5 separate regions of the Mus musculus genome follow, and regions 2, 3, 4 and 5 are each linked to region 1. Evidence: chromatin contacts called from public Micro-C and promoter capture Hi-C data. All regions are on one chromosome and are shown on one strand. Each heading gives the region's core, a stretch centred on a gene start, on an enhancer-like site or on the middle of the called end of the contact. The rest is flanking DNA. Distances are from core to core; before and after follow the strand shown.

The links. Promoter capture Hi-C pulls out the DNA fragments that hold promoters and counts their contacts. Hi-C and Micro-C count contacts between places; a contact is called where the count stands out from the background.
Region 2: a contact with region 1 is called in a promoter capture Hi-C map of hippocampal neurons, with 6 times the contacts expected there. The contact joins the promoter of Coq10a here to the promoter of Pip4k2c in region 1. A contact is called at or near these places in 2 of 39 promoter capture datasets (hippocampal neurons and neutrophils).
Region 3: a contact with region 1 is called in a promoter capture Hi-C map of neural stem cells. The contact joins the promoter of Cs here to the promoter of Pip4k2c in region 1. A contact is called at or near these places in 6 of 39 promoter capture datasets (the C10 cell line, cranial neural crest, embryonic stem cells and 3 more) and 1 of 115 datasets of contacts at active chromatin or transcription factors (large pre-B cells).
Region 4: a Micro-C map of embryonic stem cells shows a contact between it and region 1, with 9 times the contacts expected there. The contact joins the promoter of Pan2 here to the promoter of Pip4k2c in region 1. A contact is called at or near these places in 2 of 39 promoter capture datasets (liver and pre-B cells) and 1 of 484 Hi-C or Micro-C datasets (embryonic stem cells).
Region 5: a contact with region 1 is called in a promoter capture Hi-C map of liver, with 2.8 times the contacts expected there. The contact joins the promoter of Stat2 here to the promoter of Pip4k2c in region 1. A contact is called at or near these places in 7 of 39 promoter capture datasets (the C10 cell line, hippocampal neurons, liver and 3 more) and 2 of 9 other capture datasets (liver and pancreatic islet).

What each region holds. Positions count from the first base shown.
Region 1 is chr10:127,208,607-127,214,336 of GRCm38.p6, reverse strand. Pip4k2c (phosphatidylinositol-5-phosphate 4-kinase, type II, gamma) reads left to right here and starts at 2,715. Exons shown (of 10, transcript NM_054097.3): 1 at 2,715-2,999; 2 at 5,370-5,467. The coding sequence starts at 2,826.
Region 2 is chr10:128,366,871-128,372,600 of GRCm38.p6, reverse strand. Coq10a (coenzyme Q10A) reads left to right here and starts at 3,621. Exons shown (of 5, transcript NM_001374700.1): 1 at 3,621-3,903; 2 at 4,448-4,594. The coding sequence starts at 3,764.
Region 3 is chr10:128,334,382-128,340,111 of GRCm38.p6, reverse strand. It overlaps Cs (citrate synthase), which reads right to left and starts at 2,385. Exons shown (of 11, transcript NM_026444.4): 1 at 2,153-2,385. The coding sequence starts at 2,194. It overlaps Gm51822 (a long non-coding RNA gene), which reads left to right. Exons shown (of 2, transcript XR_003949053.1): 2 at 1-2,973.
Region 4 is chr10:128,301,046-128,306,775 of GRCm38.p6, reverse strand. It overlaps Pan2 (PAN2 poly(A) specific ribonuclease subunit), which reads right to left and starts at 3,441. Exons shown (of 26, transcript NM_133992.3): 1 at 3,305-3,441; 2 at 2,283-2,681. The coding sequence starts at 2,564.
Region 5 is chr10:128,267,701-128,273,430 of GRCm38.p6, reverse strand. It overlaps Stat2 (signal transducer and activator of transcription 2), which reads right to left and starts at 2,933. Exons shown (of 24, transcript NM_019963.2): 1 at 2,714-2,933. Apof (apolipoprotein F) reads right to left here and starts at 4,732. Exons shown (of 2, transcript NM_133997.3): 1 at 4,662-4,732; 2 at 2,181-4,436. The coding sequence starts at 4,419. The coding sequence ends at 3,472.

The DNA.
Region 1 (5,730 bases), core at 1,466-3,965:
AGTTAAGGAATGAAGCATAAACACAGATCCCATGACCACTGTATTCAGAGTCTTAACAAGACCCATCAAGATATAAACAGCACATTCATCTGCTGCCAGAGCCTACTTTCTTGTCCTAGCCCAATGTCAAATTCCTGCCAAATTCCTAGAAGGCGGCACCCAAAGCTCTCCACACACCACCTTTTGTCTCTGTGTGTCTATGGTTTCTTCTGTGTCTATCTGTTCCTTCTTCTTTTTTTTTTTTTTTTTTTTGGTTTTTTGAGACAGGGTTTCTCTGTATAGCCCTGGCTGTCCTGGAACTCACTTTGTAGACCAGGCTGGCCTCGAATTCAGAGATCCACCTGCCTCTGCCTCCGGAGTGCTGGGATTAAAGGCGTGCCCCGGCTTATCTGTCCCTTCTTTATCCCCACCCCAAGTCAGGTTTCCAGGACCAAACTGTGCAGGATGAGACAGGATCCCTGGCCACGGTGTGGATGTAAGGAACTGAACCCAGGTCGTCTGAAGAGCAGTTAGTGCTCTAGCTGTTGAGCCGTCTCTCTAGCTCTATTTTAACTAATAAAAACGTTACATTTATTTATTGTGTATGTGTGGGTAGGCCCGTGTATGTGGAGGTCAGAAGACAACGGGTGGGAGTTGTTTCTCTCCTTCCCTCATATAGGTTCTGGGGGTAGGCCTTAGGTCATCAGGCGTGGCTTTACACAGACGCATCTCAACAGCGCTGCACCGGCCTCTTTTATGATACTCTGTCCCAGTGTCCTTTGCTTGTTCTGAGAAAAGTCACTCATGACCACAGAGTCCACGGCAATCCTTAAACCTGTATCCCCAGTCCAGATGGCTCTGCTAAACACTGGGCCCTTTTCCAGTCACCACAGCCTCTCGGTGTAGCCACGGCCTGGGACTTCCTCCTGTCCTTTGAATCTCACACCCTCAGTGAATTTTCCAAATTGACCTTGAGCTGTTTTTATTTAGTCATGTGCTTCTTTATTTATTGTGGAACCTGGGAATGAGCCCAGGTCTTGCACATGCTAGCCAAACACTGTAGCACTGAGGGACACTTCCGGCCTCAAACCTTGTGCCTGTAGATGCCATTTCATCTTCACTGGGTTAGCTCACCATCAGTATACGGATTTTGGCAATGTTCGTCATCCACCGGAATGTCAGAATAAACATTCTAGCAGTGTAAAGCAAAGAGGGTCTCCTGTGCCCATGTCCCGTCTCTAGCCTTATGTCTTTATGTCTTCTGTCTTCCTTTTGGTCTTCATCTTTGTATACTGCTCTTTCCCTAGGAAGCCTTTCAACATCTTGCTCTGAATTTACCTTTTCATTTATTTATTTTGGTTTTCCCAGACAAGGTTTCTTTGTGTAACCCCGGCTGTCCTGGAACTTGCTCTGTAGACCAGATTGGTCTGGAACTTAGAGATCTGCTTCCCTCTGCCTCCTAGAGTGCTGGACTAAAGGCATGCACCACCACTGCCCGGCATGTCCTTATCTCTTAATACTGCAGCCTTCTCCTTGGCTAGTCTGCGTCTTTAGACTTTTAATTCCTCTAGGGTAGAATTTTTCCTTTGCTTCAACCAGAGGAGAATCAGCCCCAAAATGGTAGTGGCTTCCAATTATGTTCTCAGTAAATACCTGTTGACTAGATGAATTAATGAACGAATTAAAAAAAAAAATCAACTTGGGGCCATGACCTAAAATTTCATATTTCCAGAAGATGAAGACATGACTTAGCCGGGCAGTGGTGGCACATGCCTTTAATCCCAGCACTTGACAGGCAAAGGCAGGCAGATTTCTGAGTTCGAGGCCAGCCTGGTCTACAAAGTGAGTTCCAGGACAGCCAGGGCTATACAGAGAAACCCTGTCTCAAAACAAAACAAACAAACAAACAAACAAACACCCAAAAAACAAAGAGAGAGAGAGAGAGAGAGAGAGAGAGAGAGAGAAGAAGAAGAAGAAGAAGAAGGAGGAGGAGGAGGAGGAGGAGGAGGAGGAGGAGGAGGAGGAGGAGGAGGAGGAAGGGAGGGAGGGAGGGCTCAGTGGTTAAGAGCGCCGACTGCTCTTCCAAAGGTCCTGAGTTCAAATCCCAGCAACCGCATGGTGGCTCACAACCATCTGTAACGAAATCTGATGCCCTCTTCTGGAGTGTCTGAAGACAGCTACAGTGTACTTACATATAGTAAATAAATAAATAAATCTTTAAAAAAAAAAAAAAAAGAGCATTAGCTCTTCCAGAGGACCATACTTGACACCCAGCTCCCACAACTTCAGTTCGGAGGATCCGACGCCCTCCTCTGGCCTCCGGGGCACTGAACTTACATCGTGCCAGCCAAACACCTATATACATAGAACAATTAAATGTATATATTTAAATTTGTCATGTCTGCAACCCCAACTTCATGGAGTCTGCAACCCCAACTTCATGGAGGACCAATCCTCACTTCCGTAATACCCAAACTTTATACCGAGAATGAGGCAGGGGATAGCAAGTTTGAAGCCAGCCTGGACTAAGCAAGGAGACCGGTCTCAAACAGAACGTTCGCCTACGGACAGAGCTCATCCACTAGAAACTGGACAGAACCGGAAGCGACAGAAGCGCCGCCCTGCACAGCGCCAACCCCGCATCCTTGTGAGTGCAACCCGAGCCAGGTGACCGCCCGGCAGCCGAGGGGGTGGAGCCATCCCCGCCGGCCCCGCCCCGCCCCGCTCGCGCGCCTGAGGGCGGGCCTCCGGTCACATGACGGCTGCGCAGGTGAGCACCGCTTCCGGGTCGGGCTTCGGAGTCGCGGCTAGCTCCCGCTTCCACTCGCTCGGGTGCGCGGGAGACTATGGCGTCCTCCTCCGTCCCTCCCGCCACCGCACCCGCGGCAGCTGGAGGCCCCGGCCCGGGATTCGGCTTCGCCTCCAAAACCAAGAAGAAGCATTTCGTACAGCAGAAAGTGAAGGTGTTCCGGGCCGCGGACCCGCTGGTGGGCGTGTTCCTGTGGGGCGTCGCTCACTCGGTAAGAACCGGCGGGACCCCGGCTCCTGCCCCTTGGCCCGAGGATCATCCGGGTCCTCGCGCTGCCGCCTCTCCCCCGCCCGGCCTGGTTCCCAGCGCACCATTCCCCGGTGTCCCCCGGGGTGGCTTCTGGTGGAGACTCTTGTCTGTCCCCTTCCCCTTTACTCCTCCCCTAGAGTTCCATCTTCACCTGATATCCAGCTCTGTTCCTTGACTCCTTCCTGTCAGGTCCAGCCCCAGGCTACAGGGACTGGCCAGGATCCGGCTGCAGCCAGAGGGACATTAAGGGGAGTGGCTCTGAAGGGTTATTGGTGAGGTCTGGGTGCGACAGTGCGTGAAGCGTGTCTGGGTACTACTGCCTGGCCAGAGAAGTAGTTTGATTTCCTCTCCACCTTGCTTTTGAGCCCCAGCCCTTGACTTTCGAACCTTGGCTTTTTCTGGGAATGCCTCTAGGCTTTTTGGACCTTCTAACCCTGCATGCCCTTTCCAGAGATTCAGCGTTTCAGAGAAGTTACCCCACTCTACCCTAGGGATGCCCTCTCTGAGGTCGAAATGCTAATATATGTCTTTGGGCTTAGCTGTGTCCCCATTGTTGGCTGGAGTGATGGTGTTTGCTATAAATGGAGTCACCTGTAACCAGGGAAAGGTTGAGGAGCCGTGGTGGCAAGGACGTTATTGGTGGACTTTAGGTGCCAGAAGGGGCTCGGAACAGTGCAACTGAGACCGATGGGCCCAGTGCACCTCCTGTCCTGAGGATATCGTGGAGGAACCAAGGCTAGTGAGGCATGGCTGGTTTTCTCCTTACTTAGGTCGGGAGTAGGAAGCATGCAGTTATCTTGAGCTTGACAGGGACTATTTTGATTACCACTTCTTTGGGTTGTAGACATGATGTGTTGTGGAGGTGTGAGGGGGCGAGGAAGAGGCCACATTGTTATGTTCTGATTGGAACATCGCTGGCGGTCAGTTAGCTCCCTTCTGCCTTGGCTGCTCTCAGGGGTATTATCTTTAGCGAGGATTCCATTTAAGGCATTTGCTGTGGGTAAGACTAGTGGAGATAAGGCTGCCCTAGTACCTTCCAGGTGACTTACCCATCCCCGTGGAACATGTACATACAGGGGAGGGTTTTCCCGTAAGACCTACCTCACGCTCTTTAGGCAAAATACCATCAACACCTCGCTTTCCAGCCAGCACACATGAACCTCAAGATTTAGAACAGAGAAACTCCTTGAACATATGTCTTAGCGATGATTCAGCGTGCTTAGCAGGTGGTAAGGAGCAGGCAGGAAAAGCTGAATTTTAGGCTGGGACTCTCAAGTAGCTTTTTCTTTTTCTTTTCTTTCTGAAGGAATATGTTCTGTCCTCTTTCCTACCGAGGACAAGAGCAGTTGCGTGCACTGTGGCATGTGGGATTTAGGTTAGACTGCAACCTTTGTCAAGTGAGAAAATGAGGACAGGCATTGTCTATTCACTTAATAAGCGGTTCAGGACCACTGTGTGCCAGGCACTAGACTAGCTGAACCTGCAAGGTGCCGATTAGACGGGGCCTTGCCCTTGCAGAGCCCAAAGCTAGGGAGAGGGACTTAATATAAGCTGGGGATTAAAGTTTTGTGCAGATGTACTGTTAGAGGCGCGAGCGGGGGACAGGGGTTGTAGTAACACAGATGAGAAAGGACGGATAAGAGTCTCCCCTGAGTGAGTGGGCTGCAAGGTTTGGAGACGCAGGGAGCTTATGCCTCCTGCATCCCACCTGCATCCTTCCTGCTGTCGACTGAACTGCACCCGGGGAGCAGACGCCTAACGTGTTCATCTTCTCAGAGATCAGCCCTTCTCCCTCCACCTTCGCCTAGGCAGGTGGCACCTACTGCTGAGAACTGGGTCAGAGTGATCTGGAAGTGTCCTTTCTGTATGGCGCTACCCAGAGTGTAGGGGCATTGCATTCTGCATTGTTGTCAGCCCCTCAGAGTCCCACTAACTCTCTACACCTTAAAAATACATTTTCTTTCCCCTAACAAAGCATGTAGCTGTCTTGGGGTTCTGTCCTTTCCTTTTCTTCCTTCCTTCCTTTCTTCCTTTCTTTCTTTCTTTTTTTTTTTTTTTCTAGAATTTCTCACAGCTTTAAAAATAGTCCTGAGTTGCTTGCAAGGCTTGCCAAATATAAAGTGGCTGTTGTGAGCATGAAGTTCCATGGGGGTGGGAGTGTGAGGAGCCGTGTGAGGGTGGCTGACTGCAGTTCTTGGGCAGCAGATGGGGTAGGGCCCTTCTCTTACTTCCTGCAGATGTCAGCGGTCTTGTTAGGGGGGCTTTGGGATGCTCTTTCTTGATTCTCACCCAGACCGAGCTTCTCATGGCCTCCTTCCTTGTGCTTCACCAGATCAATGAGCTCAGCCAGGTACCGCCCCCAGTGATGTTGCTGCCAGATGACTTTAAAGCCAGCTCCAAGATCAAGGTCAACAATCACTTTTTCCATAGGTGAGTGGTCCTCACCCTTCTCATGGAAATCTAGAACAGCAGAGGGCCAGTTAGGTGGCTCAGTGGGTGAGGAGATTGCCTCCAAGCCTAAGGAGAAGGGTTCAATACCCAGCACCCACGTGGTGGAAAGAAATGACCTCTGACCTCCAGATGAGCTTTGTGGTGCACACACCTATTCACACTCACACAAACTTGTGTTCAAAGGGAGAGAAAAACAAGGCCTGGAGTGGTGGAGCCTTTAATCTCCGCACTCAGGACAAAGA
Region 2 (5,730 bases), core at 2,372-4,871, 1.2 Mb before region 1:
GTCTATAGTTCTGGGCAAGTCCCTAAATATGCTAACTTTGCTTTTTGGCTTTTGTATTCCCCCCCCCCTAACTTTTCTGGTTAACTGAAGTATGTCAACCAGGACATAGTTTCTGCGCTTTAAAAGATCACCCTGAGGGCTGGTGAGATGGCTCAGCGGGTAAGAGCACTGACTGCTCTTCAGAAGGTCCTGAGTTCAAATCCCACAACCACATGGTGGCTCACAGTTCCGTAATCTGTAATGGGATCTGGCGCCCTCTTCTGGTGTGTCTGAATACAGCTACAGTGTACTTATTTGTAATAATAAATAACTCTTTGGGTCAGAGAGAGCAGGCTTGACAGGAGCGGGCAGAGGTCCTAAATTCAATCCCCAACAACCACATGAAGGATCACCTGTATAGCTACAGTCTGCCCATATACATAAAAATAAATAAATCTTTTTAAAAAATCACCCTGAGAAAGACTAGGAGTAACACTGGAATCCAGACACCCAGTGTAGCTGCCAACCGGCTAATAAAGACTTTCTATTGGCTTAAACCTATGACTGAGTAGTCTTCTCTGATGGGTACCCCACAACGATAACAAATGTAAATATTCAGCCGGGCGTGGTGGCGCACACCTTTAGTCCCAGCACTCAGGAGGCAGAGGCAGGCGGATTTCTGAGTTCGAGGCCAGCCTGGTCTACAAAGTGAGCTCCAGGACAGCCAGGGCTATACAGAGAAACCTTGTCTCGAAAACAAACAAACAAACAAACAAACAAACAAAAAAACAAATGTAAATACTCAGTATATATACTTTACCATACTAACTGGTCAGTAGGTAGAAACTTAGAAGTTTCAGCTTAACTGTGTATGGTGGCAAATACCTTTAGCCCCAGCATGTGGAAGGCAAAGGCAGGCAGATCTCTGAGGGTTTGAGGCCACCCTGGCCTATGTAGGAAGTTCCTGGACAGCCTGGGCTAAGTAGAGAAACCCTGACTCAAAACGAACAAATAAGTTATAGTCAAGTATGGCAACACAAGCCAGTAACCTCAGCACTCGTGAAGCGGGATATCAGGAGTTCAAGGTCAGCCTTGCTTAGTTAAATTATGAGTTTGAAGAAAGCCTGGCCTATATGAGACCTTATCTCAAAACCAAACAAAAGGTTTTATTTTACTTTTTATGTATACGAGTGTTCTACCTGTAGGTATGCCTACATGCCAGAAGAGAGCATCAGATCCCATTATAGATGGTTGTCAGCCACCATGTGGTTTCTGGGAACTGAACTCCGGACCTCTGGAAGAGCAGCCAGTGCTCTTAACCTCTGAGTCATCTCTCCAGCTCCCAAACAAAAGTTTTTTGTTTGTGTTTTTAAAGAAAAGTTATGGCAAGTGTCTCTTTTTGAAATGTTTGCAGCCCAGGAAGTATAACACAACACATAAAACAAGGAGAAGATATACGATACATGCTTATTTTTATGAAATCCGGTATTCAGAGCAGTACTGATATGGGTTCAGTCAAGAGAGTCTTCCTGGAGGAGGTGTTCTGAAGTCAGTACTTAAAAGAAGTTATTGGTGTAAAATGTCAGGAGGACAACAAGAGGTGAGGAGAATGAACTAGGGAAGGATTAAATGGGAGTAATTAGCTATTTAATTACTTGGAGAACAGCAAGCACATTGGTTTTGTAGGGCTCCTGGGCCTTAGGGCTTCTGAGGCAGTTAACTCTGTTAAGGTGGTGTTAATGAGGTCACAGTTCAGCCATATATCCCAGTTAACTTCCCTCTTTTGCCCAACCTTACTCCTCACTCCGAGCAGCTGTCTCAGACGTCAGAGGAGGTGGGTTCAGACTAGAGACTGAAGCTGGAAGGAGTAGGCTGCCCTTCAAGGTCATACGCAGAAGGAACACCACCTTTGAACTGGAAGGAAGGGAAGGGACGTGGGAATGAGGACACAGCAGGCTCTCTCTGAAGAGCTTGGAAGGAAAAGTGTTAGAAATGCACTCATTCTGCATCTGGAGGTTTCATGCTCTCGTGTGTGTGTGTGTGTGTGTGTGTGTGTGTGTGTGTGCATGAGAATGAGTATGTGTGTGTGCATGGTGTGTGTGTGAGAATGTGTATGTGTGTGAGTGTATAAATGTGAATGTGTGTGTGTGCATGAGAATGTGTATGTATGTTTATGGTGTGTGTGTGGGTGTGGGAGACGCACATGTGTGTTGTGTGATGTGTGTTTAGCTGGTTCTCTCCATGGGGGCGGGGGGGGGGGGGGGAGTCCTGAGGATTGAATTCAGAGCAAACTGGGTGGCAAGCACCCCTACCCACTGAGCCATCTGGCTAGCCTCGTCTTGACTCTGAGTCTATGACCTTATTTGTGTAAAGCATTTGACTTGTATCACAATGTAGCTTTGATTGCCTGTCTTCTTCCTGCCAGCACATTTCCTTTGTCAGGCAAAGCTCGAATCAATGTGGGGAGCTTTAACCCAGCGTAGGGAAAGCAGAGCTTGCTCTGTGACAGTCGGGAGAATTTTGCTTGCTCTTGCACCCGTCTAGGCTAATCTCTTTCTAATTTGTAGTTTATTTCTCTTCTCTCTTTTTCCTTTGGTCATACTTTTCCCAAGAGCGCTTGTTTTTTCCTTGAATCCTGGGACGTAGTATTCACCTTTGGGCTTTCTGCCTGTGATGTCTCGTCCTCCATTGAGTACACATTTTTCCCCGACAGTGATGGTGCTTTTTTCTAAAAGTAAATTTTGGCTAGTAGTAGCTCACACCTGTAATTCCAGCAACTGGGAAGTGGCAGCAAGAAGGTGCATATGAGTTCAAGGTCAGTGCAGGTTACAGAGCAAGATCATGACACCCCAAAGCCCTCCTGGAGAGCATGCATGTCTGTAATCTCAGCAGCTAAGAGTCAGGACGATATCCAAGAGTTCCAGGGCAACCAAGCTTATATAGCGAGGGCGTCTCAAAGAACAAACAAACCATGTCTTATGTTTGGTTTGGTCTGACAGTAGGGCTTGCTTCTTGTTTAGAGCTGGCTACTCTAAAACTGGGTAGGTAGCCCAGGCTGGCCTGGAACTCGTGGCAACCCTCCTGCTTCTGCCTCAGACTTCTTTCCATAAATATTAGGGAGGAAATTCTGCTCCTAGGGACGTTCATGAAGGAGCACTGCAAATTCAAGGCCTGAATTGTCTTGTCTCGAATAACGAGAAGGGGAGGAAGGGGGAAGGGCGTGTAGATCTAGGAGAGATTATACAAGTCAGCCCAGAACTTGCAAAGTTAATATCCTTTTCCAAAGACATAAACCGGCAGCAGGCACTGCAAAGGCCAGTAGGATGAAAAGAGCCTCTCCTTCTAAAGGGCTCTGAGAAACGTTCCTCTGGACATCGACAGCCATCTGCCGTTGACACGCCCACGACGTCGCCTCTGCGTCTACGTATCAGGTCCTGTGACCACAGACTCGCCAAGTAGTTTGTGCCAGGCGATCTCGCTCCCCCGAGCCATCTCTGCAGCTCCTCCGACACGCACCCAGCGCCCTTTCTTTCACGCCAGAGGTGTCAAAGAAACTACATCTCCCGACAGGCAGCGTTGTCCCTTCCTTCCTCGCGCTCCCTCCTCCCGATCCCTGGCAACGGCGTGACGTGAGGGGACCCAGAGCTGCGGTCACCGCTTCAGTGACAGCCTATCCGGCGCGCGGGCCGGAGCAGGGCGAAGGCAGCCGGAGCTCGCGCCGCCCTTCCTGCCCGGCCTCCCCTACAGCTCGCCGCCGCCGGGAGTGCCAGGCAGGGGCGCGCGCATGGCCTCTGCGGGCGCGCGGAGGCTCCCGGCCCCGACGCGCGCGGCCGCCCGGAGCTGCTGCGGCTTCTCGCTCTGCCGGGGCGCGCGCTCCGTCCCGACCCCGCCCCCGGGCCCTCCGCGGCCGCCGCGTCCAATGAGGTGAGAGGCAGGCACAGACGTCCGCGCAGGACCGGAGGGGGTCGCCCGGCACCCCGAAGTTCAGCGGTGGAGGGTGGCAGCCCTTAGACGGCAGGCCGGAGAAGGGCTGGCATTGGTGGTGCCCTGGGAGTTCGAATGGAGTTCTGGAGATACGCGTACAAGCTAGATGCTCGGGGCGGGTGCGTGCCAGCCACTTCTTGGCCTTCGCCGGCGTTCTGGCTTTGATGTGCCTGGCCTGACCCTGGCGTCAGAGATGCTTCAGTTTGCTTGCAGCAGTAGTGTTGCCTCAAAGGCAGCTGGCACTTAGGACGTGCCCTTCTTTTTCCCATCCCCACCCCTGGCCCTGTCCTCAGCCGCCCTCGACCTTTCGCACTCGTGACTGCCTGGCCAGCCAGCCCAGCTAGCTGCAGCAGGTGCTAGGGGCAGAAAAGCTTGCCCGAACCAACGACCTTCCTCTGTGATGCATCCCTCTTCCCCTTCACCTGAAGTGGTTGAATACAAAAAAAGAATCGTGACGCTGCCTCTCCTTTCTTTTTGGCGCTAGGTTTCTGATTTCCTGTAATCTCTTCTTGCCTCGCGCTGCCCAGGCCTTGGCAGCGGAGGCTGGCCTACCTCATAGTCGTTCCTTCATGGGCTTTGCTGCCCCCTTTACCAACAAGCGAAAGGCTTACTCGGAGCGTAGGATCATGGGGTGAGCATTCCTTTTTTTCCCCTTCAAATAAATAACCATGTACCAGTAGTGGGTAAGATTCATATTGGGCCACTTGTCTCCCCAGCAACGTTTTCGCTGCCAGCCTTTCAACCTAAATTTCCCACCTTAGTTGTTCTGCACGTGTATTAGTCTAGAATTGTGTTACATCATAGAAAGGTAACCGACTAGGTAGTACAGCCTGTAATCTAAGCTTGAAGCTTCCACGGACTACATAGCCAGAGCTGCATCATAGGTATCTCACACACACACATTTTGAGACAGGCTCTCACATAGCCTAGGGTTGGCCTTGAACTTGATATACAGTCAAGAAGACTTTGAACTTATATCTTGCCTCCACCTACCTCCCTAGAGCTGAGATTATAGACATGTGCCACCATGCTGCTGTTTTTCTGCAGTGCTGGGGATTGAACATGCTAAGAAACCACTTATTACAGGACTTAATTAAGTCACAGCTTTTTGTTATTGTTGTTTGAGCCAAGGTCTCAAGACATACCTCTGGGTATCTACCTTGGAACTATGTAGTCTAGGCTGGGCTAAAACTCAGAGATCTGCCTGCTTCTGCCTCCTAAGCACTGGGACTAAATGGACTTTACTGGCTACCAGGATGTCAGGCTTTTGTTTTATTTTGATAATCGGTATCATTATTTAGACTTGGCTGGCCGGTCTCCCAAGTGCTGAGATTAAAGGCGTGCACCACCATGTCCAGCTATAGCAAAAATGCTTTAAAAAATTTAAACTATAAGGGACTGGAGAGTTGGCTCAGTGATGAACACTCGTTGCTGCAAAGGGTCGAGTTTGTTTCCCAGCCCCACCTGGAGGCATACTGCAACCTCAAGCGGGAGCATGTTTGATACACAGATAAACATGGAGGCAAAACACTCGTGCACATAAAATAATGAAAAAAAAATTTTTTTAACTAAAAATATTGGGGCGGGAGGTTGGAGAAATGGGTTAATGTCTAGGAGCCTGCACTGCTGAGTTTAGTTCCTAGCACCTACACTAGGCAGCCTGTGACTTCAGCTCCAGAGGATCTTGTGTCCTGTTCTGGATTCTGTGGGCACCTGCACTCATGTGTACATCCCCTCCCCAAAACATACACATTCATTTTTTTAAAA
Region 3 (5,730 bases), core at 1,136-3,635, 1.1 Mb before region 1:
AAAACCTGGTTCCTGACAGACTGACTGGCAAAGGATACCCTGAGGTTCCATCTGACTCCACTCTTCCCTCGACCGCAGCACAATAAGGGTCATAGGTGATGTAACTAAACGTGGCCTTTAGGTGGAGGTAGGGATTTGAACTCAATCCTTATGCTTACACAGCAATCACTCACACTTGTGCAGTCTGTGCATCTGTGAAGCCCAGGATGTCCTTGAATTTGTAATGATCCTCCTGTCTAAGCCTCCCAGTGTTTGTTTTACAGTTGAGAGTCCCCATGTCCTGTTTCTGGGCTTTGCTGATTTTTTTGTTGTTGTTTTGGGTTTTTTTGTTTTGTTTTTTGTTTTTTGTTTTTTGTATACAAAGTTTCTCTGTGTCGTCTTGGCTATCCTGGAACTCACTCTGTAGACCAGGCTGGTCTCCAGCTCCAGATCACAGAGATCCACCTGCCTCTGGGATTGCAGGCAAAGGTGTGTGACATCACCACCTGGCTGCCCTTGCTGATTTCAAGAGTAAGCCTCACCTCTTGGGAGAAGCAGGTAGCTCAGGATGGCCTCAAACTTACTATGTACCCACTGTCTCCGTTTCCTCAGTGTTGGGATTACAGCCACGTACCATCATGCTCAGTGCAAGGCACACTGAGATTCAAGCAACTCAAGCAACTTGACCAACAGAGTACAAAAGACTAGCAAAGTTTCTGGGATCCTCAACTTCACTTCTAACATAAAAGTAAAGAATGACAACACAAATGTGGCCCAGTCACCCTCCCAAAGCATTATGACATTTCCTAGGGCTTTATGAAGCAAGATAAACTAAAAAAAAAGTAAAACCAAAGGCTTTTTCAAGTTCACTGTTGTGTTAGACTATCTGGTCTGGGTTAGCAGCTCCTGAACCGATCTAATTATAGGTCCACCATTCTGCCAAACACCGTCTAGAACTTGCTTCATTTCCCAAGAGGTTTCCTTACCCAGTTCCCTGGCAGCAGCAGTAGCAACAGCCAAGTAAGACAAGTGTCTACCAAATAACCAGTCTCTACCTTGTTGCCAGACACAGAAAAGCCCCAAGATAAACCCTACAAGTTTTGTGGTACATCTGACAACTATGCATCTCACACAGAAAGTTAATACCATTCTAAGTCTTTTCTTTCCTCCAGGTGTACTTTGCTTCAAACTATCTACTGATGAGAAAAACCTATTAGTTCCTTTAAAACTAAAACAGAAGCCAAGGTCATTTGTGGGACTGTCCCCACTTGGGTTAGAGCTGAAATTCCCTCAGCATAGCTGGGTCTCTGTTTAAAGGCCCAAGTTATGCTGAGCAAAAAAGTAGTGATAACGTGAAATTAAGAGTTATCCCTACTTGGACTTGAACTTCAGAATTCAAAAGGCAAACCATCAAATTAAAGGGCCGCCAGGGAATAAGGGGAAGTACTCCTGGTAGGTAGTAGAATTGAGTCATGTGACCTTGGTGTTACTACCTCACGCCTGTCTTCATTTATTGGCCTGTAGCTTGGAGGAACAACCTTTCTGGTTCTACCTAGAGCCTGATGTGATACATAATCAGCAGGTTTAACAGAAATGCCCCACCCTATTCAAGCTCCTCCTATATACATTAAGTGCAGGAGTCCCAAGGACAAAGAGGAGCTGGGGGGCTCTAGTCCCCTAACAAAACTAAAACGGCGGGGTCACTTACAGGCTTCAATTACAGTGAGGAAAGAAACAGGTCCTGACAGGACTCACCCTACAAAGCAGAGCCCAAATTAGCCCCAGTGACCAAGTGAGCATATTTATACATCCCCCACTCCTCCTCCAACAGTTCTCTCCCTAATTCGGGGGACCACGCCACATCTTTGCTCTCTGGCCTTGCAGCCAGGGCCCTGCATCCCTCGCTTGCACCTTGGATACTTGATATGACAGAAGGCGGGCCTCCCGGCCGCCGGGGGCTGCAGGCCGGGGCCGGCAGCGTTCACCTTAGCCGGAAGGGCACGCAGCACATGGCCTAGGAGCTCTGGGAAGGGTTGGCGGCTCGCCAGGGTCGGGCCCCTTTAAGGCGCGGAGGGCTGCGCTCCGGTGTGGGAGGGAGAGCCGGTGCCGGAGGCCCTGCGGTCGCCTCAGCCCCACCCCGCGCGCCACGGCGCGCTCCCTCCTTTAAGCTCACCTTGGCTCCCAAGAGCCGGGTTGCTGCAGTGAGTAGAGCCATGGCGGGCGAAACTCCGGGACCTGGCGGGAAGGGACCGAAGGGAGAGAGCTACAGCTGCAACAGGAGCGGTCGCCGCTGTGATGGAGACCGCGCCAACCGGCGGACAAGGTTGAAAGGAGGCGGCTGAGGGGAAGGGTAGACAAACCGGCACAGGCGCCCAGCCCAGGGTCCTCGGCGAGGCCCCGCCCTCTGCCCGAAACTTGAGCCCGCCCCCCTCCGGCGACCCACCCCGGCCTCGACCATTGGCCCAAAATGGAAGAGGGGCGGGATCTGAGCCTTTGACAGATGTTATCGCGGGGAGGATTGGACCGTACGGATTAGGCTAATTAGGAGTGGGTGGGAAAGGGATTGTAGGTGTCTAAGGATGTGCCTGAGAACTCAGTTAACTTCCTTCTTTGGCTTTTCCCTTTGCCCTTAACACATTTCGGGTTCTCCGGAGAATGCTGAAGATAAAGCTCCAGCACGCGACGTTTGAAGGTCACTGAACACTGCAACTGACCATTGCACTTCCTCTACCTGCTTGGCATGCTTTCTTAAAGAATGTCTTTGGTTAATGACTTCATGGCCGTGGAGGTGACATCACGCAGAAAGCCCGCTATGATGCCAGAGTTAGTTGCTTGATGGTCATTTGTGAACAGAAGAAATCTTGAAATTACAGATACTGACCCCGTTATGTGGAGAAGAGCAAAACCAGAAGCCTGAATGTTTAGTGATGTTTGTGAACTATATGGAGTCTAAGTCTTACAAAAGCCCCCTTAATATGAAGGAACCTTTCAGTCTTTGGGTCCTGGGCCTTATGATTCTGACATTCTTCATAAAACCCCATATCATAAAACCCCATAGAGCCAGCCCACCTCAGACACAGGATCAGGAGCTGCAACTCTCCACTCAAGATCAGGTGTTAGACACTCTCTTTTCGTCCCATCATTCACAGTATTTCCAAAGGACTCGAGGACGTTTATCCTACTTGGCTCTCTCTCTTATTTCTCCCTCAGAAAACATTGCAGTGAATGACACAAGGATTTAATGATCTTACACATCACTCTTAAATGCCCCGGGGTAGAACACCTCAGAACTTCTGTACTTTCCTGTGCCTACTGTGAAATTGGCCTAAGGGTGGAGAGAAGCTGACCCAATGATCAGAGCACCTTATCTGTAACCACCAAGCCTCAAATGTACAATCCTTTTATCTCACCACATGACAGTAACAAAGTGCAGAGGTCTCAGTATCCATGTAAGCCAAGTTCAGATAGTCCTTGTTTATAGAGGATGTAGTTTGTGGCTTAGACTTGGAAAAGAGAAAGAAAACCCCTATTTCCTCAAGTTTTCTCATATACATATTCATATCTGCCCAGTAGTGTTGTTCTAGCTTGGAAGTCAGGTAGTTCTTATGAGAGAACTTTATCAAGAGAAGCTGCGCCTCTTGAGAAGCAATAACCTTAGACCACCTCCCCGGGGACTTCAAAGCTTCACTGATCAATATTGGCTCCCAATTTAGCATCTCACATGGGGTTTCCTCATAACCCCAGAATAGTCTGACCTGGTTCCTTCCCCCATAGTTAATTATCCACAGAGACTAGCTAGCAGATCAGAGGCCTGAACTCCAGTGCCGTAAGTAACCAGAGGCTGTCCCCATCAGGTGAGGCTGCTGAAGGGACAATTATTGGGTGGCCATAATGGTAACTGGAGTTTTAATAACTACAGAGAGAATGCCATCCTTTTTAAGCCCCTTGATAGGATTCTGTACTTTAACGTCCAATTTTTATTTATTTGAAGTTATTTAATCCTGATGTCCATTGTTATAAAATCAATGTGAAAGCCCAGAGATGAAGGGGGTTAAGTGGTTTCGCCCAAAAGCTGAGTCTGTATCAGTCTGTCCCTCATTGCTGGGAGTGAATGCGGTTTGTAACATGCTATTACTAATACTCAAACATCAAACCACACCCCTAGCCCTACAGTTTCTTTCTGAACATAGGTGGGAAAGTTAAGACTGGCATGAATATAACAGCTAAGAAAACTCTAGGTCCAAATATACCTGCATGAGAACAGGAAGGGGCCACAGAAAAGACTTGACATAATTGTGACCTTGGGAAGATTCAAAATGCTCAGGGACAACGGTGCCCCCTGGTGGTCAAGATCAAGTGGGAGAATTCGGGCTCTAGAATCGTCTTAACATTATCTCCTATAGGTAAACAAACTTCAGTAGACAGTAGACAGTAGTTTGCTCTCTCTCTCTCTCTCTCTCTCTCTCTCTCTCTCTCTCTCTCTCTCTCTCTCTCTCTCTGTATGTGTGTGTGTGTACAGGAACGTGTATATGGTTACATGAGTCTCACATATGCTAAGCCATGAGCTACATCAAAGCCCTGTTTTTAAAAATGGTGAGGAACCAGGAATGGCACATGTATCTATAACCCCAACATTTGGGAGGTGGAAGCAGGAAACTCTGGAGTTCAAGGTCATCTTTGGCTACACAGTAAGTTCAAGGATGGCCTGGAGTATATAAAGAGATCCTATCTAAAAGAAAAATTAAATTTATTTTGAGGCAAAAAAAAAATCTCGCTAAATTGCTTAAGTTGGTGGAGAACTTGTGATCCTCCTGGATCCCAGGCACACACACACTGCCACGCTTAGCTGAACAAAGCTACAATGCAGTGCTTACTGTTTCAAGTCACTATCTAACTATAGTGCATGAGTCACCTTAATTAATCCTTGCAACTCTATAATATGTAGGTAATAGTACCTTTAAAGAGAAGGCAACTCAGATAAAATGTCCGGCCAAGGGCCATTGCTCATAGCTGGCCTAGCTAGAATTCACAACCTCATTCCAGAGCTCACGTCAAGCTCTGCCAAGCTTTACCATCTACTCCCTAGCTACCAGGAATCCAAGGCACCCTGCATACTGGGCAAATGTCGTTCCACTGAACCACACCCGGGAATCACTGTCTGCAGTCTCCTGGAGACATCAGCACAATGTGTTGCTATAAAGGTACTTTAAAAGATAAGAACTATGCAGTTTCGCCCATCTGTAAAACCTTTGCACATCCATAACTGACGTAAGGAACTGGAGACACCCACCCTAGAACATATACAGATAAGGAAGAGAGAGACAGAGACAGAGACAGAGAGAGAGAGAGGGAGAGAGAGAGAGAGAACGGTGTAGCAGCTGAAATGACTTTGGTGAACAAGATAGCAGAGCTCATGAATACTAGGAGAGCATTAAACACGTGAACTACAACCTCAACCCTAAAATATTTTGAAGAAACAGGGTCTTAAACTATTGCCCAGGCTGACTTCAAATTCCTAAACTCAAGCAATCCTTCTGCCTCATCCTTTCGAAAAACTCAGGCAACAGGCATGTACTACTGCACCCAGCTCTAAATCAGGCTGCTTCTTTTAGACAATTCAGCCCTGACTATCCTCTTTCCTAACCCTCAAAATGGGAGTCTGATGAGAAACAGTCTGGAAAAGGGGACCAGAGGACGCAATGCTTCTACACTGGTGATTGTTAGAACCCTGCACTCGCACATCCAAGCTCC
Region 4 (5,730 bases), core at 2,192-4,691, 1.1 Mb before region 1:
CTAAGAATCAAACCTAAGGGCTCACATATGCTAGGCCAGACTCGGCTAAGATCAGTCCCCAGCCTTTGAAATTTTGAGATAGGTTCTTGCTACATAGTACTGGCTGGCCTGGGCCTTATGCAATCTGCCTTGGTTTCTCACCCATTGACATTACAGGCACGTGCACACCTTGAATCCCATTTCTTTTTAAAAAATTATTTATTTTTGAGACAGCCCTGGCTGTCCTGGAACCCACTTTGCGGACCAGGCTGGCCTCAAACTCACAGAAATCCACCTGCCTCTGCCTTCCTAGTGCTGGGATTAAAGGTGTAGACCACAATTTCCAGCCTTGGTCATGGATTGTTGTATTCTGTTTAACTCCTCATTCCAAACCTAAGCCTTATAATCAAGTTCTGATATCTAACAGCTGGCCTACTAGTTTCTGAAGGAGGGGGATACAGCTCAGCTGTAAAACACCTGCCTTGCATGTGTAAGGTCCTGGTCTTAATACTCAAGCACTGGAAAAGCCAAAATTTTCCCATGCCTTCAGATATGGACTAAAGGATCCCAGGGCCTGGGGGTAAGAGGATACTAAGGCTGGATCCCAGGGCCTCTTGTATTCCAGGCAAGTTCTTATCACTGATTCACACCCCCACAATTTTGTTGTGTGCACTTCATTCTGCTGACAAGAGGTTGAATAAGTGCCCACCTTCCAGCTTCCACCACCAAATACTTTTTTTTTTTAAGTGCAAAGCTAGGCACAACAACGCATGCCTCAGAGTCTAGCATTGAGGATGTAAAGGCAGGGAGACCTCTGTTTTGGTGGTGGCAGTTGGTTTTTGAAACATGGTCTTACTATGGTAATCCATGCTGGCCTGGAACTTACCATCCTTCTGCCTCAGCCTCCAAGTCAAGGTTATAGGGTGTGAACAACCATGCCTGTTCTATGGTCTATGCTGCATTCAGTTCTGTTCCCTGTGCCGAGCACAGCAGTAGTCATGCCTGACTTACTGAACTGAATACATCGGTGAAAAAGTTCATTTCTCCTAATGGAAAAACAATTCATACCCCCATGAAATCGTAAATAAGTAAACCAAGGTCTTACAAAAACTATTTGGCCTCATAGCATATATTATTACACACTTGAAAATTAACACTGATAACTGCTAAGACTAACAATCAGAAAGAGAAGACAAAATAACTCCAATAGGTATCCAAAAACATTCATTAAACATTCTGCAATTATAAACGAGGTGTGGTGCATTCCTGAAACACTAGCACTTTGAGGTTGAGATAAGGCTGCCCCTAGTTCAAAGCCACCCTAGGCTGCATAGTAAGTCCCAGATCAGAAGGTGCTACATACTGAGATTGTTTCAAACCCCGACCCCATTCCCAATTCTAAATTGGGTAAAATATTAAAGAGTATGGATGGCTATAAACTAAGGGATGGATATAGTTAATCAAAACATGGGCTGAGCTTGGTTGGTGATACCCCTATAAACTCAGCACTCTGGAGATGATGTTAGGGTTGTAAATCTGAGGCCAGCCTGGGTTACACAGCAAAACCCTATCTTAAAACAAAACCAGGCACTCGGGAGGCAGAGGCAGGCAGATTTCTGAGTTCAAGGCCAGCCTGGTCTACAAAGTGAGTTCCAGGACAGCCAGGGCTACACAGAGAAACCCTATCTCGAAAAACAAAAAACAAACAAAAAACAAAACAAAACAAAACCAGGATTTGACCTGTAGGAGTGAGTTCAGTGCTTGCCTGCTGTGCAAAAAGCCTCGGGGTTTATCTCAGCAACATACACTGAATATGGGTTTGGTGTCTATCTTCCCAGCGCTCAGGAGATAGAGGCAGGAGGATCAGACATTCAAGACGATCCTTGGCTATACATAAAGTTTAAGGCCAGATTGGGATAGAGAGACCCTGTCTTTAAAAACAATAAACAAACAACAACACAACAAAAACAATAAACAACAGTCAGATATGGTTACATACAAGGAAACTCAGCACTTTGGAGGCAAAAGCAGGAGGACTGCTGTGAGTTCTAGATCAGCCTGGACTATAGAGAGAGATGTTGTCGCAAAAACACAGTAGTGATAGGAGAACTGACAGAGTGGAATGCCTTATGAAACTAAATATGTAGTTAATCTCTCCACTCCCTTGTTGGTTTGAAAGACCCAGCTAACTCTCATCAGTTCAACTCAGTTTTGACTACCTGCAAAGAGCTGTCCTTGGGCAAAGACCAGATAAAGATTTCTAATACACCCTTTCAGCCTTCAGAAAGGGGTATAGTTCTTACCCCATGGCTCCCCACCCACAGCATCTCCTCATGTAAATCAAAGTGGGAGACAGACACAGGCACTCCCACTTCAGCCACCACGCTGTGCAACTCAGAGTAGACACCTTCCATTATGTGCACTGACTCCTGGACAGGAAGAGCCTCCAAGGCCACTCCCTCTGGGTCTAGCTCCACATTCTGTAGCAAACTTGGATTCAGGTGGGCATCCAGGACTGGGTCCAGGGTAGAATGCATAGCTGGGGAAAATTCGGCCAGTCCAGGATCCAGACCCTCAAAGTTCATGACGATAGTGGCCGCTGGTCAGACCGGAGTCACACCCTCCCTTGCCACGCTTCCTACAGACAAGTGACCCAGCCTTCAGGAGGACAGCACCAGTGAACCTAGAATGGACATTCTGGCCTGCAAGGGAAAGAGGCAGCGCAGTCAGGGATAGGCCTAGGTACTGGAAGTATCTTCTATGTGGACAGGACAATCAGGTAGGCAGAGGGGATGAGACTGCCAGGCAAAGACGGAAGCATGCATGAAGAGGACAAGGGCAACGCTGTACTGTGAGTGGCATGACAGTGTCCCTTACTCTGCACCTCTAAACTTCCTAAGTTCCCTGCCAGCCCACCAAATGATCTAACTCTTGACTTCCCTTTCTCCTGAACCACAAGGTGAAGGGAGCGGGTTTGATAGGGGCTGGAGTTCGGGGGAGAGCTCTGAAATGCTTGTTTCTTAGAATTGGACATGAGACAAAGGGGCTGGGCGGTGAAGGGGGCAAGACAAGCCAGTTTCCCAGAATCCTTTACAGTGGTTACCCAGCATTCTCCAGGGGGTGGGTAACAAGAACGGCCAGTTACCCACAAACGGGGCGGGGGTAAGGGGGAAGTAATGGAAACGGATAGCTACCCAGAATTCTTTGAGCGAACCAGAGAAACTGGTTACCCAGAATTCTCCCCCAGCGCAGGGGACGGGAGGGGAAGGATTAGGGCAAAGGTCAAGACGTGTTCCTGGGATGCTTACGGGGAATGGGTCATTACCAAGATTTCTCCATGGCGGATATTTTGGAGCGCGTGGAATTCAAACGAGTAGGGGGTAGAGAAAGCGCCGTCAGCTCCGCGGGAAATTCCAGTTTCCCTACTACTCCCCCGCCTCTAGCTCAACCTAACCCAAGCAAGACGGACGGTGGATTGGCAGCCATCGCTTCCAATCAGCGGGGGCCACGGGCTCATCCCAGCCAATCAGAAAAAGCCAGGTACAGGCAGCGCCTGAGAAGGAGAGTGACGTAGCCTCCGCCAAAACAAGGTTACGGAATGCCACCGGGGACAAACTGAATCAGGCGCGGATCTATTTGGTGTTACGAAAAGTAATCCCTTCGCTCTCAGGCTTTGTTAAGCAAAATTAACTTTAGACTTTGAAGCCAAGCTTTTACGCTCCCTGAATAAGAACTAGACTAAAGGGGCGCCAGAGGCTAAGCACTGGGACTCGCCCGGTGGGTATTCCCAGCGTGGCCTTCATCATTCCCGGCGTATAGACCTTCATCTTGCTGTGCCTGTGAGCCATTCCAATACCTCTGACCCTGTACCCCCGAAACTCACTGGCATTTCCTATGACTTCTAGATGTGGGGAAGAAAAAGGAAGCGGGAGCCTGACTTCTAGTGTGGCCCAAGTGGCCACCTTTTCTCTATTTCTAGAGGCATCCATCTGAAATTCCCATCAATGTTTGTGTCGTCCCCAGAGGTCCCCTAATTTTCCCAAGAAACAAGTCTCCTAGACTGTCAAAATTCCCCTAGACCGTGGAGCTGGACATTGACCCCAAGAGAGAGATAAACAGTAAACTGAGTCAACTGAGCTGTAGCTATTCTGAGGGGTTCTTGATTAATCTCCAACTAAGAGATCCTACTGCCTCTCCCTCTCCTGTGAGAGTGTGTCACCGTGTCTAAAATATTTGGGGGTACTGGCTGTGTACTAAACTGCTTTGGAATTGGTCCAGGCTGTGAGATGTCTTAGGTTGCCCAAACTCAGCTCTGTCATCTCTGTTTTTAAAGGCCCTGTGCCACTAGTGGTCCATACCTACAATACCTGCATTATTAAAGCAGAGGCAGGAATCCCTTACAAATTCGAGGCCAGCCTAGGCTACATAGATAGTAAGGACCAGGCTTGCTATGGCTACATGGTGAATATCCCTTTCAACAGGTGCCTGTGGAAGAAAGTTCTCACCAATAATAAACACCAATAATAAAACTTTTAAAGCATTTATTGGGCCAGGCATAGTGGAGGTATATTTGTAATGGCAGTAATCCTGAGGCAGGAGGATTAGTGTTCAAGGTTAGCTTCTTCTATATAGCAAGTCCCAGGCTAGTCAGGTTACATGAGACCCTGTTTCAAACAAACAAAAACCAGGCTAAGTGGGATGGCAATCCCACCACTCAGGAGGCAGAATGGATTTCTGTGAATTTGAGGACAGCTTGGTCTACGTAGTGAATTCTAGGCCGACCAAGGTTAGACAGTGAGACCCTGTCTCAAAACACCCCCCTCATCCAAATAAAAATGTATTTCTTTTCAAAAAGGTGAAAGAGGATTTCAAGATGGTACAGCAGGTAAGGATACTGCTACCAACTGTCAGGGTCTGAGTTCCATCCCTGAGACTCAATGTGGTTGTCTTCACATTCATACTGTGGCACACATACATAATAAATAAATTTAAGTGTCTATCTGTCTCTGTCTGTCCCTCTGTCTCTCTCTCTCTCTCTCTCTCTCTCTGTGTGTGTGTGTGTGTGTGATTTTTCTCTCTCTCAATAAAGGCAAGCAAGTAGAACTTCAAGAAAGAACCCTGAGGCAGATGCATCGGGACTTCATCTATGGATGTTCTGCAGCCTAGCCTACCTGAAACTCTATCTAAAAAAAAAAAAAAAAAACAAAATAAAATAGTAATGGGGTGGGCAAGGGGGACATAGGCACTTGGGTATTCCACACACCAAGAAATCCTACATCAAAATAGAGAACACCTAACTCAAAGGATCTCTGGCTTCGCTGGTCCTTAGATTTAAATTTTCATACAAGGACTTAGGTGCTAAGAGACCCAGACAGTCCCTACACAGAAATCTCCATATTAAAGACTCATAATTGAAAGAGACCTCACAGACCACGGGAGTTAAGGAGCTTGAGATACTTGGAGTAAATCGGTTACTTTTTGGTTTGTTGAGCTGAATTCTCAGTAAGGAGTCCAAACTAGACTTGAACTTGTAATCCTCCCTTCATATTAACCCCAGAACTGGGTATACAGAAGGGTGCCATCAGACCTCACTCAATAAACTACTTTATGAATCAAAATCTACTTCCACTTGAGTTTCCTCACAGTATCCAATATAATGACACAGTAATTTTACATGGAGCGAAGCACACCTGTAACCCCAGCGCTTGGGAAGTGGAGGCAGGAAGATTAGGAGCTCAAGGTCATTCCGAA
Region 5 (5,730 bases), core at 1,684-4,183, 1.1 Mb before region 1:
CCAGGACAGCCAGGGCTAAACAGAGAAACCCTGTCTCAGGGAAAAAAAAAAAAAAAAAAAAAAAAAAAAGACTGGGGCATTTTTATGACTTCTGTGAAATTCCTGGTCTTTGGGTGAATTGCCAAGTTTGTGAAGACCCAGAAGTTTCATATAAAACTGTTTTCCGGGCTGGTGAGATGGCTCAGTGGGTAAGAGCACCCGACTGCTCTTCCGAAGGTCTGGAGTTCAAATCCCAGCAACCACATGATGGCTCACAACCATCCGTAACGAGATCTGGCGCCCTCTTCTGGAGTGTCTGAAGACAGCTACAGTGTACTTACATATAATAAATAAATAAATCTAAAAAAAAAAAAAAAAAAACTGTTTTCCCTGCCACAAAGCAGGCAGAGCCATGTGTGCCCGCCCACTTTCCCCTTCTTGATGCTGTCCCTTATCTATAATGGGAATTAAAATTTCTTCATCATGGGGCTGGAGAGATGGCTCAATGGTTAAGGGCACTGACTGCTGTTCCAAAGGTCCAGAGTTCAAATCCCAGCAACCACATGGTGGCTCACAACTATCTGGAATGGGATCTGACACCCTCTTCTGGTGTGTCTGGAGAAAGCCACAGTGTGCTCATATACATGAAATAAATACATAAATAAATAACTACTTCATCTTGCTCCCACCAGCTGCCACAGGAAGCCCCTAGACACTGATCTGAGTACAGCAGAATAATCACTAGGAATCATTTAATTGCTTTTTTTTTTTTGGCAGGGGGCGGGGGGGGGGGGGAGGAACCATGCAGAAGAGGGGGAGGAGGGACGGTAGGAGGCAGAAGGGGTGAGGACACCATGAGAACACTGTCCACAGAATCAACGAGGCAGGATTCATAGGGGCTCACAGCAACTGAAGCAGCAATCATGGAGCCTGCAACACTCTGAGATGAGTGCTCTGCAAATACGTCATGATTGTTTAGCTTGTGTGTGGGGTGGGTGGGGGGAGTGGAGTGTCTCTGACTCTTTTGCCTGTTCTTGGAACCCTTCTTCTCCTCCTGGGTTACCTTGGCCAGCCTTGATCTGAAGGTTTGTGCCTAGTCTTACTGCATCTTGCTATGTCGTGTTTGGGTGATACCCCTGGGAGACCTTCTCTTTGCTGACAGGGGAGAGGCAGGGGATCTGGAGGAGAGGAGAGATGGGGTGGGGGCACTGGGAGAAGGGAAGGAAAGGGAGGATATGGTCAGGATGTATGAGAGAAGAATAAATAAAAAGGAAAAAATAAAAATCTTACTCTTATTGTACCTAGAGCTGAAAAGCTTAGAAGAAACACAAGTGTTCTTTAAAGGTCACATGATTCTACTACAGAGCAAACATTGCCACCTAGAGTCCAGGCGTTGACTTTCTTTCCTTAAAGGCAGGAATGGAGAAGGGAAGAGATTGGGCAGGAGATCCAATTATTCTCCTTCTAAAAATTTTATTTTATGTATATGTTGGATGTTTTGTCTGCATGTTCACCCACAGATCAGAAGCGGCATTGGATCCTATAGGACTCTAGGATTATAGATGGTTGTGAACCACCATGGCTGGGAATTGAACTCAGGACATCTGGGAGGGCAGACAGTGCTCTTAACTGAAGAACCATCTCCATAGCCCTGATCCAATCTCTCTTCAAACAAAATGTTTGTTTTCATTTTAGCTTTCTTGCAATCCTTGATCCTCGTGCCTTACTCTCTGTGAAAGCTTTGGTTGAGCTACAGCTCCAAACGGGTACTTGACTCTTTAAATTATATGCCTGTATTGCTTCTAAGAAACAAAAACTTGACGGGTGGTGTTGGTGCACACCTTTAATCCCAGCTCTTGGGAGGAAGAGGCAGGTGGATCTTTGAGTTTCCAGGACAGGAGGGCTACACAGAGAAACCCTGTCTCAACCCTCACACCCAAAGTCTGCCTAAGTGAACTAACTGCACGTAGGCTATAGGGGCTGCAACAAAGTACTTTCTCTAGTTGGCTTCACTCTCCGATATCAGTTTTGCACTGAATAAGGTTTTCTGAAATAAACTAGACTTTGTGTGTAACCTTAAGCAAACAGTTTCACCTCTAGGACTATAGTTTATATGTATTATATGTATATAATATATATATATACATATGTGTATATATATATATTATACAAACACACACACATAATGATCAAGGATGTCTTTCTTATTTATTTATTTATTTGTGCAAGGATCAAAAATTATGTAAAGGGCCTCGAGAGATGGCTCCATGGTTAAGAGCACTGGCTGCTCTTCCAGAGGACCTGGGTTCGGTTCCCAGCCCCCACATGGCTGCTCACAACCATCTTAACTCCAGTCCTAGTAAATTCGGCCCTCTTCTGGCCAATTCAGGCACGCACCTAGTACATAAACACAACATGCATACAAATTTTAAAAATATAATAAGGAAGCAAACAAATAAGTAAATAGATTCGCAGAGCAGAGGTTAAAGCTTTGGCTTATGACAAGGATCATAATGGGTACATAGAGCAGCTGCAAGGGTTGCGGAGGAGTTTTGGAAGGAAGTCGACAGGGTTGAGAAGTAGAACTGTGCAGCGGTGCAGCATCCTGCAGGGTGTTCGACTTCAGCCAGAGAGCAGAAGCCTTGTCTACAGGGGCATCACCCGGGGCAGCAGCCCTTCCCGGGAACCGGCTGGCACCTCCGCCCCGCTCCGCACACCCTTTCGGGGCCTGTACCTTCTGAGGGTCCAGTGCCGCTCCTTCCAGTGCTCTCGCTGCAACTTCCAATTCTCCAAGCGGTTCAAGGACCCGTTTTCCACCCTCCCCCGACTCCGGCGGACCAAGATAGCGAACAGCGGAATGGGTCACCCGGCTGGCGGAATGGATCACCCGGCTGTGGACGCTCGGCGTTCCGGGATCGGTGGGGCGACCGAAAGCTTAGCCACGCCCTCCCCGCGTGTCACTCTCATTGGCTGAAACACAACCCCGTTCAGCGCTGGGCTGGACAAGCTGCTTGAAACCACACCGCCGACTTCAGTGATTGGCGGAGAGGGAGAAGCTCGTTAGTGCCCGCTCCCGCCCCCCTAGTCGGGCGGAGCCCAACTAAAGTCTTAGCCAGGAATTCTAGCAGCTGATTTACCCGAACCGAACCGTGAGTTCTAGGGAAAGGAAACTGAAACCAGGGTGCGTGAAGGCACCTAGGACTCCATAGAAAGGGTGGGACCTGCGTCCCTTAGGATAGGGAGGGAAGAGCTGAGGTAATAAGGTATTTTTGAGGATATGAATGATAAATACTGTGGGTTCATGATAACGCTTTTTAATTTCTATAATCACTTGTTCAGGTGGAAGTTAGCCAGCCCCATTAGAGTGTAAAAATCTAAGTTTCAAGAAGGAAATTACTGGCAAGCGATGACAGTATCCCAAACCATCCACCCACCCATCCATCCATCTACACTTCTCTTGTCAGAATTTTCCACTTATTGGTTGTTTTGTTACTATCTCTTGTACGCCAAGACACCATAGTTCTTTAATAAAGGCCACTCCCAGTTAGAAGTTGTACTTTCAACTTCTGACACAAAATTAGACATGGCTATTTCTTCCACAACACCGATATCTGTGGTGGCATCCTTTCCGGTCTCTGGCTGATGGGTGGTCACCTCTGGCTGAGGGGTGGTCACCTCTTTCTCATCATAATAATACTGGATCAGCCGCTGAACCCCAGCCTTCATCGCTGGCTTAAGAGCAGCCGTGATCACCGCACCAGCTGGGCCCCCTGACGCGCCTACCATGGCCATCAAGAGATCATAACCCAGATCTATGGCCCCATCTCGACCTCGTTCCTTGGCCTTGTCAGAGCAGTTCTTAATGGCGTAATACAAAGCTGTGCCTAGGTTGTAGTAGGTGCCTACTGCTGGTAGTAGGTCAACCACATTGTGGACACTCTGTTCCTGATCATTGTCGCAGTCTGTGTTGGAAATCGAACGTTTGGCCCTCTTTGGACCTGGCTGCTCCCAGGCTAAGAGCTGCAGAGCAGAGGACAGGGCATCCACAGACACTTCCCGGTCTGTGTGTCCACTCTTCTGGAGCTCCTGGAGATGGTGGATGAGGGCTTGTGTAGCCTCCACACCTCCTAATCGGTAAAGCTGAAGCTGAAGAGCCCAGACCTCAGCCTGGCAGCCAGCTGCCTCCAGAGCATTCCTTAGAGCCAGGCCTACCAGGAATTTGGAGACAGGGGGCATGTAAGTGAAGCCAGGCAGGGACTTGGGGAGCAGCATCTGGCAGGACAAGGGCTTGTCTGAGGTCTGCATCTGGTATCCCAACTTCGAGGGAGGGAGCACCGTAGAGACACTGGTTGCCTCTCCGTGTGAAGTGGCATCCACAGGACACAGCAGGAGATAGCAAAGCAGCTGGATTGACATCAGGATGAGTCGGAGGCTATGCATGTCAGGAGCTGAGCACCCTGGAAAAAGGGAGAACCCCAAAACATGCAGACCATGTCTTTGAAGGTTATAGTCTGCAGGGAGCCCAAGATTCAGGGAACCCCCAATCTACCACCTACCTCCAAGCTTATGTTCTGTTTAGCAAAGGGGTAAGGATATGGGAAGTGCAGCACAATTTCTGTCATTTCTAGGTCAGAGTGACCTCCCCATTTAATGCCCACCCACTTATGGGGGACCCAGATTACCATACAGTCCGGCCATTGAGAAGTAAGAGTCCCTGGGTAGCTTCGGTAGTTCCACAATCCTGCTCCTGTTTCTCTGCCCTATGAATAGGAGAGATATTTGGGGCTGCTGAGGTGAAAGGGGCTGGGCCAATTGCTAGAGCAAACCCATCAGCCCCTGTGGTGCAGATGAGGCTCCCAATGTTGACATTGGCCAGGGCCTTTGCAAATAAGCCAGGGACAGAAAGGTTCAACAGTGAGGACATTGATCTTATCTTCCATGAAGGTCACCTGGCTTTAATTTGGGACAAGGACAGAGTCTACTGAGGACTGCCACGTTTAGACGGCTGGGCTGTATCGATACTCACCAGACGGTCTTCAGAGACTTCAAATCCACTGGCACATCTTCATCCATGTTATTTTGTTGTGTCTTTTGTGAAGACTTTTTTTTTTTTTTTTCCGAGACAGGGTTTCTCTGTGTGGTCCTGGCTGTCCTGGAACTTACTCTGTAGACCAGGCTGTCCTTGAACTCAGAAATCTGCCTACCTTTTTGTGGAGATTTGTTTGTTGTTATTTTATGTGCCTGAGTGTTTTTCCAGTGTTTCTGTAAGTGCACTGCAGGCGCCCAATGCCCAAGGAGGGCGTTGGATTCCCTGGAACCAGAGTTACAGAGGGTTGTAAGCTGCTCTGTGAGTGCTAGGAATTGAACCTGGGTCATGTGCAAAAACAGCCAGTGCTCTTAACCACTAACCCAGCTCTCCAGCCCTTTCACCCATATTTTTAAAAGTTGTGGATCCGGCTGGTGGTGGTCCCGCACCTTGAGTCCCAGCATCCAGGAAACAGAGGTAGATCTCTGAGTTTGAGGCCTATTCAAACTGGTCTACAAAGCAAATTCCAGGACAGCTAGGGCTACACAGAAGAAACCCTGTTTTGAAAAACAAACAAAAAAGTTTGTGAGGCCACTCAGCAAGAGGGGAGTCATGCTTGGTAGGGAAACCTAGCCAACTACATAGATCTAGTGAGGTATAGATCTGGAAGGAAAACCTACACACAGCATATGACTACACAGCATAATCCCTAACGATGCCTAAAT